2 separate regions of the Ovis aries genome follow, and region 2 is linked to region 1. A link is a contact called in public Hi-C data. All regions are on one chromosome and are shown on one strand. Each heading gives the region's core, a stretch centred on a gene start, on an enhancer-like site or on the middle of the called end of the contact. The rest is flanking DNA. Distances are from core to core; before and after follow the strand shown. Region 1 holds the start of SRPK1 (SRSF protein kinase 1). Region 2 overlaps MAPK14 (mitogen-activated protein kinase 14).

The links. A called contact is a pair of places that touch in the nucleus more often than the background predicts.
Region 2: a Hi-C map of hypothalamus shows a contact between it and region 1, with 4 times the contacts expected there. The contact joins the enhancer-like site here to the promoter of SRPK1 in region 1. A contact is called at or near these places in 6 of 16 Hi-C or Micro-C datasets (blood, hypothalamus, liver and 3 more).

The regions. Positions count from the first base shown.
Region 1 is chr20:9,991,985-9,996,810 of ARS-UI_Ramb_v3.0, reverse strand. It overlaps SRPK1 (SRSF protein kinase 1), which reads left to right and starts at 2,593. Exons shown (of 17, transcript XM_015102678.4): 1 at 2,593-2,667; 2 at 2,669-2,692; 3 at 2,694-3,238. The coding sequence starts at 2,635.
Region 2 is chr20:10,150,924-10,155,749 of ARS-UI_Ramb_v3.0, reverse strand. It overlaps MAPK14 (mitogen-activated protein kinase 14), which reads right to left. Exons shown (of 12, transcript NM_001142894.1): 9 at 2,209-2,288. Among named protein-coding and RNA genes, the nearest start is that of MAPK13, 28 kb to the left of the region's middle. Within about 2 kb of position 2,914, at least 39 of the 54 cell types and tissues checked have an H3K27ac peak or open chromatin away from gene starts, as enhancers often do. A contact at or near this core is called in hypothalamus and liver, where this site is marked.

The DNA of each region.
Region 1 (4,826 bases), core at 1,344-3,843:
ATGTTCTCTGAATTCTACTTTTAAAAGAACTTGCAGAAAAACAGTTGTGGGAGAGGAGTATGCATGTAATTGAGAATAAATACCAAAGAATGGCCACCACTTTTAAGAATAACTTCTGGAAGGGTAAAATCCAAAATAGATTAAGCCTTGTGAAATGGGGTGGGGGTGATTTTTAAGGTTACATTTAAAGCAAGAAGCATAAAAAATGATATAGGCTTTAGAATAGGGGAAAACCCAAGCAAGCTAGCTTATGTGAACAATTATAGAAACTGTAGAAAAAGTGTGAAGAACGGAAGCATGCTGGGAGAATGGGGAAAACAGAAGAAAGAATAAGAAGAAATGGTCAATTCTGGGAACTCAGTCCAATAAACCTGACATTGACTCTGGAAAAATTCTCAAATGAGTTATTAAACAGAGGACTGATAAGCTCTTAAGAGAGAGAAGAAACAGTCACCCAGGGTCAGAATAGGTGTGACTGATTCATCCCAAGCTACACATTCCTTTTTGATAGATCTATACTAACCTATTTGGGTTTTAGCACAGCTCTCCAATTGTCCCTCTCAGTGGTTTCTCTCCCTCATCCAGACCTTTCTCATAAATTGCACGTCATTTGTTTTTTTGGCCACGCCCTGTGGCATCTGGGATTTTTAGTTCTCTGACCTGGGATCGAACCTGGGACTTTGGCAGTGAGAGCTTGGCGTCTTATCCGCTGGACAACCAGGGAATTCCCACATCATTTCTTCTTTGATTAGACAAATATCTGAGCACCTAGTAAGTGTCAGACACCCTAATAAGTGCTTGTTAGGATACACCAAGGAAAACCCAAGGAGCACTCCAACTCCCATAGAGTTTACTTTCTGTGGGAAGTACTTTCCCCATTCTGGGACTTTTCCTGAGCCACCAGCACTCTCCTGTCTTTTCTAAATCCTGAGCAGGCAGAATCCTCAGACTCCAGGGTTTCAATGTCTGCCCCAAATCTCCTTTTGTTTTCAAGGATAGAACTCAGAGGAAACTGGGTTGTAGTTTTCCTTGGACAACAGGTGCTGTCCTCTTTTGCAATCTGCCTAGAAATGCTATCATTCAGGTTCCCTGCAACAGATATTAATTATCTAAATTTCAAATTTGGCAAACCTACATTTCCAGCCTCACATTCTACTTCATCTCTTCAGTCATTACCAGCCTCGGTCCCCGCCTGTGGGTGTCCAAGCCTGCGTCTTTTTGCTCAATTGTTTTTCTCATTCAGCAATGTGTGACATCTCCTCCACCTCTGGAAATCCTACACATTTCCCAAGACCCAGCACAAATGCTGTCTCCTCCCTGGCTGGACTTAACGACCTACTTTGCTCAATAAAATCCTGCCCAAGCCCCCATGCTTGACCTGTGCAGCATTATTGTACTTTCATCTTCCCCTCTCGGTTAATTAATTACTTCTCGGTCTTCCCCACTAGAGTAACTTCTAGAAAAGCAAGGATCTGCAGGCTTCCACCTGTCCTGCTGTAGTACTTTACAAAGGGGTTGGCAAACTAAGGCCCGAACCAAGAATGGTTGAAATCATGGGAAAAGATCAACAGGAAAATATCATTTCATGATACCGGAAAATTACATGAAATTCAAGTTTCAGGGACTGTAAATAAGGCTTGGTTTGAGCACTGAGAAGCTTTTGAGCTCTAGTGGCTGAGCTGAATAGTTAACAGATCTTATGATCCCCAAGCCTTTAAGTTTACTACATGGCCCTTTACAGAAACACTTTTCTAACCCTGCTATACAAGTTATTTGATGACTGATCACTGTGTCAGGACACCAAGGTCCTGAGTACATATCCCCTCCGAGTTAGCTTATTTGTGTAGTGGAACTAATAACTATCTTGCCTTTAAGCTGTCATGAACATCAAATGAGACCGTGCACTTAGAAAAGTGTAAAACTATTCTATAAAGACAACTGCGTGTATCTGTACTGAAAAGTTGATAAAGTGGTAAAATAAGAAAATACTAAGTTTTATTCTCCCGCTTCTTTCCTTTAACAGTCTTCATTTGACTTTGTATGAGAAAACTCACTTTTAAAGTCTTTGCTTTTCAAGTAACGATAAAGTCACAGGTTCCTTCTTTCCAGTCCTTGTATTGCTCCTACTCCTTTTTCTTTCTTGTAATTTCTCCCTCACTTTTCCTCAAAGTTTCTCAACTGTCCCTCACAACAGCGCAGTGGAGGGACTGGGATACACCTGATTACTCCCTTTTACAGACCAGGAAACCAAGGCAGGTTACAGTCGGCTACGGAGCTCTGACTCAGCACGCACGGAACCCTCTATGCCACCCTGTTCGCCATTCCTCAGGGGACGACCGCCCGGCGAACAGAATAAAGCTCGCACTGTGAGGCTTCCAAGGCTCGCTTCTCAAACACCCCGCGCGCGCTCACCCTCGGCGTTCTTCCCCTCCCCTCCTCTCCGGTTCCTCACGCCCTCCCCTCCTCGCGAGCAGGTGGTAGGCTCCGCGCTCAGCGCGCAGGCGCGCGCCGTCGTGGGCGGGGCGGGGCGGGCGCCGGGGGGCGGGGCGTTCGCGGGCTGGGTTTGGGGCCGCGGCGGGAGCGGGAGTCACCGCCACTCGAGTGCGCAGGCGCCTGGCGGTTACCGGTCTCGCCATGGAGCGGAAAGGTGAGCGGTGGAGCGGCCTCCCGCCACGAGGGGCAACGGCCGCCGGGGGCGAGGCCCGGGTCACCGCCGGGAGCTTCGCCTAACCGTCGCCGTCCGGTCCCCGGGCGTGCGGCACCTCTCCACTGAGGTGGCGCCGCCCCTCACCCCCAGCTTCTGGGCTGCGGGTCCGCGCCCCTCAGCTCGGGCGTCCTTCCGCGCCGGCAGTCATCGCCCCTTGTTCCCCGCCAGGCCGGCCCGCGGCTTGGGGCCGCTCCAGGGCCCGGCCTTCGCCCGGCGAGGCCGACCACTGCTCGCCAGCTCCCTGACCCGGCCCGAGCCCCCTCCGGCGCGCCCCGCCTGGGCGCTGCTTTGCGCCCCGTGGGCCGCCAGCCCCCCGAGCGGCCGCCCAGCAAACGCCGCGGCCCTCGGCCTGGAGCCGCCCCTCAGGCAGGCCCGGCGCCCGGGCCTCGCACCCCTGCTGGGTCTCCACCCTCACCTTGGTCGCCTCCTTTTCTCCCCATTCGCCCTTCATCCATCCCTCTCTCCTGCAGTGCTTGCGCTCCAGGCCCGAAAGAAAAGGACCAAGGCCAAGAAGGACAAAGCCCAGAGGAAGTGAGTTTCGCACCCCAACATCCCGTTCTCTGGGTCTATCCCTGCACTTCCTCTCCTCCGGTTTCACGCCTGGAACGTTCACGGGGTCTGGGGCACCCGGGCGGCCCCGGCCACATGGCCTCGGGGCGGCCGTGGAGGGTTGCGCCCCTGGAACCATGTGGGAGGGAGCTCCGGTTGCTGAAGGTCTGGTTCTGAGCAGCCCGGCGCCTGCTGGAAAAGGGCTATTGGTGGAGGACCGGAGCAGCCCGGACCATTACCTTCCCTACTACTGGATGAGGCACCGGCTCCCCGAGTTTGGGCCTTCGCACTGAGCTGTTGGATCATGATCAGTTTGTGAACTGTTCTCTTTCCATACCTGCTTCTCAGCGTCTTAACTTACCTCCTACGTGTGCAGGGTAGGCAGCCAGGAATTCTTGAATGAATTTTCCATCTTTCGGTCTGCCAGCCTACACGCTCCCTTTTTTAGAGGAGGGCAGGAGCTTCCCCCCGGGTTAGGCAACTTCCTGAGTCTGCAGGCGTCTCGCCTTCCTCGCGGTGTGCAGGCAGCCCCCTGGTCTGCAGCCGGTTTCGGTTGCTGCTTGTCTTGCTCTGAATGCAGAGGCCTTCTGGAGTGGGCATCGCAGCAGTGGCGGGGAAGTTGTTTAGCCAGCGCCGTTACGGATTCTGGCATGGTTTGTTCAGTGCCACAGGCCCGTTTTTATCAGCAGGATGCATAATCGTGGTTTAGCGCTATTGTGGGAAACACAAAAGTTGGTCAGAGCTTCATAAAAACGCCCAGTAGAGGGCTTTGCAAGTGAGTCTTAGTCTGAAGAACTTTTATCTTATACTCACGTTTAATTGCACAGGGCCTTGGGAAAAAAATACGTTATTTTCTGGACACTTTTCCATGTACTTGGGTCTACCTGGAGTTGTTAGACCATCTGTGTCTTTCTGAGCTGATGAAATTCATTTCCGAGGCTTCCCTAGGTTTCCTTTCTGAGTGATAATACAAGATCCGGGTATGTGTGCGTGTGTGTACGTATGTGTATTGTTTTTGGCGGCTACCTAATGTTTCAGGAGAACAAATAATGACTTCTATCAATAGAGCTAAAGAAGACGAACTCAACTCTTAACTTCTTGACAAACTCAAGAAGTTAAGGAACTCTTGGCTTCGTTTCCGTCAACTGTTTCATGAAATTTTTTATTTTGTGAAGTGCCTGGTAACCAGTGTATTTAAATTGTATGTATTTGATTTGCCTCTTGATTATCCATATATGGATGATTCAAAAACCAGTTTTTACTCAGATAGGTTTAATAGAAGCAACAAGGAGCTAACCTGGTTCTCCTGTGCAGTGGGAATTTAAATGTTTCTGTGTGTGTTCTCTGTGGTTCTCCTGTATGTGTGTGTGTGTGTTTTGTTACTCTCTCTGGAGCTGATATGAAAGTGTTATAAACCAATATGTTTTCTGCTCTTGTAAGGAGGTGGTGATTTTACTACTCACTGTATTATTTAGAATTCTTCTGTCTTTGTTCTCTCCATAAGGAAATTAATATTAGCCTGAATCAACCTATAATTTGGGAGGTAAATATAGTAGGGGTGATCATATAT
Region 2 (4,826 bases), core at 1,665-4,164, 160 kb before region 1:
TTTTTGTCAGGAGTTCAGGAATATTTTCAGCAAAAATTTTGAGAGTGAGTCAGTGAAAGGGCTTTTGTTTTCTTCACATGATTTATTTTTTATTTTTGTCCTTTCACTGATTACTTTAGGTATTGGGTCACCAACCAAAAAATATTCTCTGGACACCCATCATGACTCATTACCCCTTTTCTCACGGCACATGCTAACTTGTTCTCAGTCAGTCCAACTATTACTGTACTCTCTTACTCAGAATGTCCTAGTATTTACTGACTGAATTCCATCAATCAATAATAATGGCATCACTTCACTACTTTTCAGGAGTAAGGAAAATACCTATTGGCTTTCTCTGTTTACTATATTCCTTCACTAATATGTTTTTCTTTTCATGTTGAAAAGCTTTAAACAATTTTACTCACTTGGCTTTGCTATGTAGACATCATGTTTCACACATCATGTGCTTCTAAGATAAACTGGTACTTGAGCAGTATTACTAACATCAAATTAATCTCCATGTTTAAATTACTTTTTATGCACTCACTGTAACTACGTAGGAGAAAAAAACCCCACGTTTTCTTATCCCTATACTCAATGCAGTGTTATTTAACTTCTGTATTCTGATACTCAATTTTATTACGCTCAACTCTATGTAAGAGATGTTGAAATGTATGATGCACCCTATTTCACATAAAAAACGGATTACAACAGGTAAATACTATCATTTTAAACCCACCCTTTTTCTTCTAACAGCACATATCTATAGGGCAGATGGCTAAGGGTGGGTGAGAAGACTGAGAAAGAGCTGCTAGTGGACATCTCCAGACAGAGGATGCATTTGCTGTCTCAGTCTCATGAGCACTCTTCAGTGATAAACTGAGCTCCTCCCTAACCTCTCTGCCTTGCCCCTGTGTCCTCTCTATTAGACAATCTTCCTAAGCAAAAGCATTTAAAACAGAAAGGCACCATCCTCTCTAAGCATCGTCTCATCTCTTCTTTGGTTCACTCCAATCCAGCTCCTGCATTTCAAAAAGCAAAAAGAAAACACTCCTTCTGGCTGACACTCTGGTCAATAACTGACAATGACTTTCAAAACTGTGCAATCGGATGAGATTAAAGTTTAGAACATGTTAGCAGAACATCTGGGATGTAAACTCAGCTCTGTCAAGTGACTCAGTGCGTGACTTGGGCAAGTCCCAGTCTTCCTGTGCTTCTGCTTCCTCATCTTAAATAAGTAAATGAAACCAATGAAAAGCCTGCCTCTGGCTACCCAGCAGTCTTTCCAACAGGGCAAAGGAATCCTTCAGTCGGAAACACTGGGAGGAGAATCCAGAAGGCACAGCTGGAGCTTGGCTTCACAGCTCTTTTTCCCTTTTATCCAACTGCCTGGCAGCAGACAGATGGGAAAAGGGAGAAAGACTGGGCTTTCCTAGTTTCTCTCATGCCTGTGGCCCAAGGAAATGACCAAGTAAGCCCAAGTAAGCCAGAGTCACATTCCCATGGCTTCCCTCTAAATGCCTGCTTAGAAGCAGGAAGGCATTAGCTCCAAAGCTTTTTCTCAGGGTACTCAAACTTGTAATTACACAGGCAGGCTGTGGGAGAAGGATTCACAACCCTTATCCTGTGGATCCGAGGCGTCAGCAGTGGGGATGTTACCTCTGACGGTCTGGAGACTGGGTAGATGCCGACCCCTGTGGAGAACAGACACCTTACCCAGGATGTGCAAGTTGTCTTATTCTAAAGCAATAAAAAGCAAGTAACTCCTGGGAAAGGGGAAGAGAGTGCAGGCAACGCACTTTCCATCCTTTCAGTGAGAAAGCTAGACTGATAGACGGTAAAGCTCATGCTTTGAGGATAAATACTAACCAAAAAAGTGAAAGGAGCCCTTGAGTGAAACTTTGAGAAAGATGATGTCAGGGCTGGAGAATGGAGACAACACATTTTCCATCTCCTGGAATGAATCAGAATCTCAAATCTCACTTACTGCGATACTACTGCCCAACACAAGCTCCCATGCTCCAGTACTATACCCAGAGAGAAAACAAAACACACTCATGCATGTGAGCAGGCAGGTACACGTACACACACACACCTCATCCTGGAGTCAGCACACAAAGGGCACATGTGCTTACAAACATACCCAGGTCAAAGTACAGATTGACAGAAGGGAAGTGGCAGAGGCTCCCAACAGGGCAGATAATTACAATCAAGGCAGCAACTCACAGACTCTGAGGAGATTTTCTTCAAAAGCTCAGCCCCTGGGGTTCCAACGAGTCTTAAAATGAGCTTCAACTGATCAATATCTAATGGTGGACTATAAAGGAAAATGTTGGGACAAAATAAAAATGAAAAACAAACAAAACAAACAAACAAAACACCCCAATAACAAAAACTTAAAACCCCAAACCAAGCCAAAATGGTGAATTGATCTAGGTCAAGGTTTCGGCAGGACGGTCACTTCAAGTAGAACATGCTCCTCCTGTACAAATTTTCAAAAGCTACCACACACATACCCGACTTATATTTATTTTGTGCATCTGTCAACATCCCCTGTCAGTAGAGTTAAGCAGCTGTAGCTGGGTACTTAGCTGCCAAAGACAGCAGGTGAAAACATATAAGCAGCACTCAGTCCATACGCTCAGCCCACACCTACCTCCTTCCCTTCCACCAAAGCACCAGGAGCCAGTCAAGCAAAGAACACCAGTCAGCAGAGGGCCACAGAGAAGAAAGCAGCAGAGAGCACAGGAGTTAGGGATATACACAAGCCTACCTGTGAATATTCCTCTAAGGCTTGACCTAAGGAGCCTGTAATATGGCAGGGACCTGCAAAGATCCAGGGCCTAACCAGTTGAGACGTCCTCCCGAGACCCTCCCTGGCTGCGGCAGGCAGAGGACTGTGAGCGACAGTGGCCAGCAGAGGGCCCCACCACCCCACTGCAGCACACATCCTTCAGGAGTGCGGCAGTAACACAGGGCACAGGAGGCTTCGACCTTACAGAAATGTACTGACAGACCTCACACACCCCCCGAGCTCTACATAACAGGCCACAACACCCAAACCTTTACTGTGCAGCCAACTCTTCTATGCATACTCACCATGTATGTGCATATACTGACCAGAAGTCAGAAACTTTCCACTTACTCTGACTGCTTTTAGCCTTGCCTATAAAGCTAAAAAGGAAAAAAAAAATCTTATAACTCTCAGTATTTTTTTTTAATGAAACTTTAAATGTTATCCATGCCATGTCTACACTGACATTCAGAGGGAAAAGGAAGAGAGGATGACTATCTCCTGACTCTTGCCATAAAAAAAACCTGTCAGGTTTTGCAGGATTAGCTCGTTCTCAACTTCGGGCCTCAGCTTAACCTTCACTTCCTCAGAGAAGCGTCCCCTACGCTACAGAAGAGGCACTGCCTTCCTGGTCACCCTCCCTCTCAGCACAATGCGTGAGCTCCTCACATCTGTAGCTGCTTCGTCTGCTATTGGCTGTCACCTCCACTGATCTGAGAGGGGGGCTACTCTGCCTGCTCACCACTCGTCCCCAGTGCTCAGACTACCATCTGCTACATGCTCAGCACTCAAAGTATTCGAGAAGGTACAGCAAGATGGAGAGGAGGAGAATGGAAGAGAAGACTTGTTTACGATTAGACGTAAGAAGGCAGTGCAGTGCAAAAGATAATGGCCACTGTGAGCCATAGCTGCTGGAGTTACAGGAACTGGTTACGCAATAGTAACTTGCCCTATTCTTTTTCCCCCTCCAGATATGAAACTGGCTTAAATACAAGAAGATTCTAGACAAGAGTCAGCAAATCAAGCTGCACTGGAACACAACCAGGCCATTCGGCTGCTTTCACCTTATGTGGCAAAGCTGTATGGTTCCCAAAGCCTGAAATATTTACTAGGTGGCCCTTTAAGTACAGAATCCTATCCCAGACCCAAACAATTTATGTTCTATAAGAAAATAAATTAACAGCAAGTCCACTCTCAGAAGGGCTTCTGTGGTGGCTCAGATGATAAAGAATCTGCCTGCAATGCAGGAGACACAGGTTTGATCCCTGGGTTGGGAAGATCCCCTGGAGGAGGGAACGGCCACCCACTCCAGTATTCTTGCCTGGAGAATTCCACGGACAGGGGAGCCCACTCACAGAAGTTACTTCTGAATTAGAACAGTAGAGAATAACATTATAAAACAACTATAATCCAATATAAAATAAAAATTAAATTAGAAAAAATAGGAGAGAATTTTGTTCTTTGTAGAGGGCAAAAATGAATGTGTTCTGGAGGCTAAAATTTCAATACTGAGGGAAAAAACTGAACTACTTTAGAGAGTCAAGTTTTATGCCCCCACTGAGGAAGACTCTGGGCTGTGGGTTTCTCAAGAATCTTACCTTCACCCCAATATACCTGAAAAGTAAGCCACTCCTACTGGTCACAGTGGTCATGAGAGCAATGATTTGGGGGACCCCAGGTCCTTTTCCACCTCAGCCAGTAAGAAACAATCTCAGGGCTGAAGAATAAAGTAAAGCCCTGAATCCTCAACTTCAAGTTCACAGACTTTGCTGATTTGGCATCAAGAGTTTTTCCTGACTCTCCCCTCAAACTATTATTCCTTCATGCACTCAATGTTTCAACTCACACTAAATATTCCAGGCACTTTTAAGCTTCCACCTTCTTATTTATGCAAGTCATAAACAGCAATACCCTCCATTCTCCCCTCCTAGCATACCTTTTCTCTCCTTATTTACTTTTCAAAGTCCTGCTCAAACAAGAACTCTGCCATGAAGTCTTCCTGCGTATCTTGAACTTGAATTAATCTCTGCTTCTTCTCCCTAACTTATTT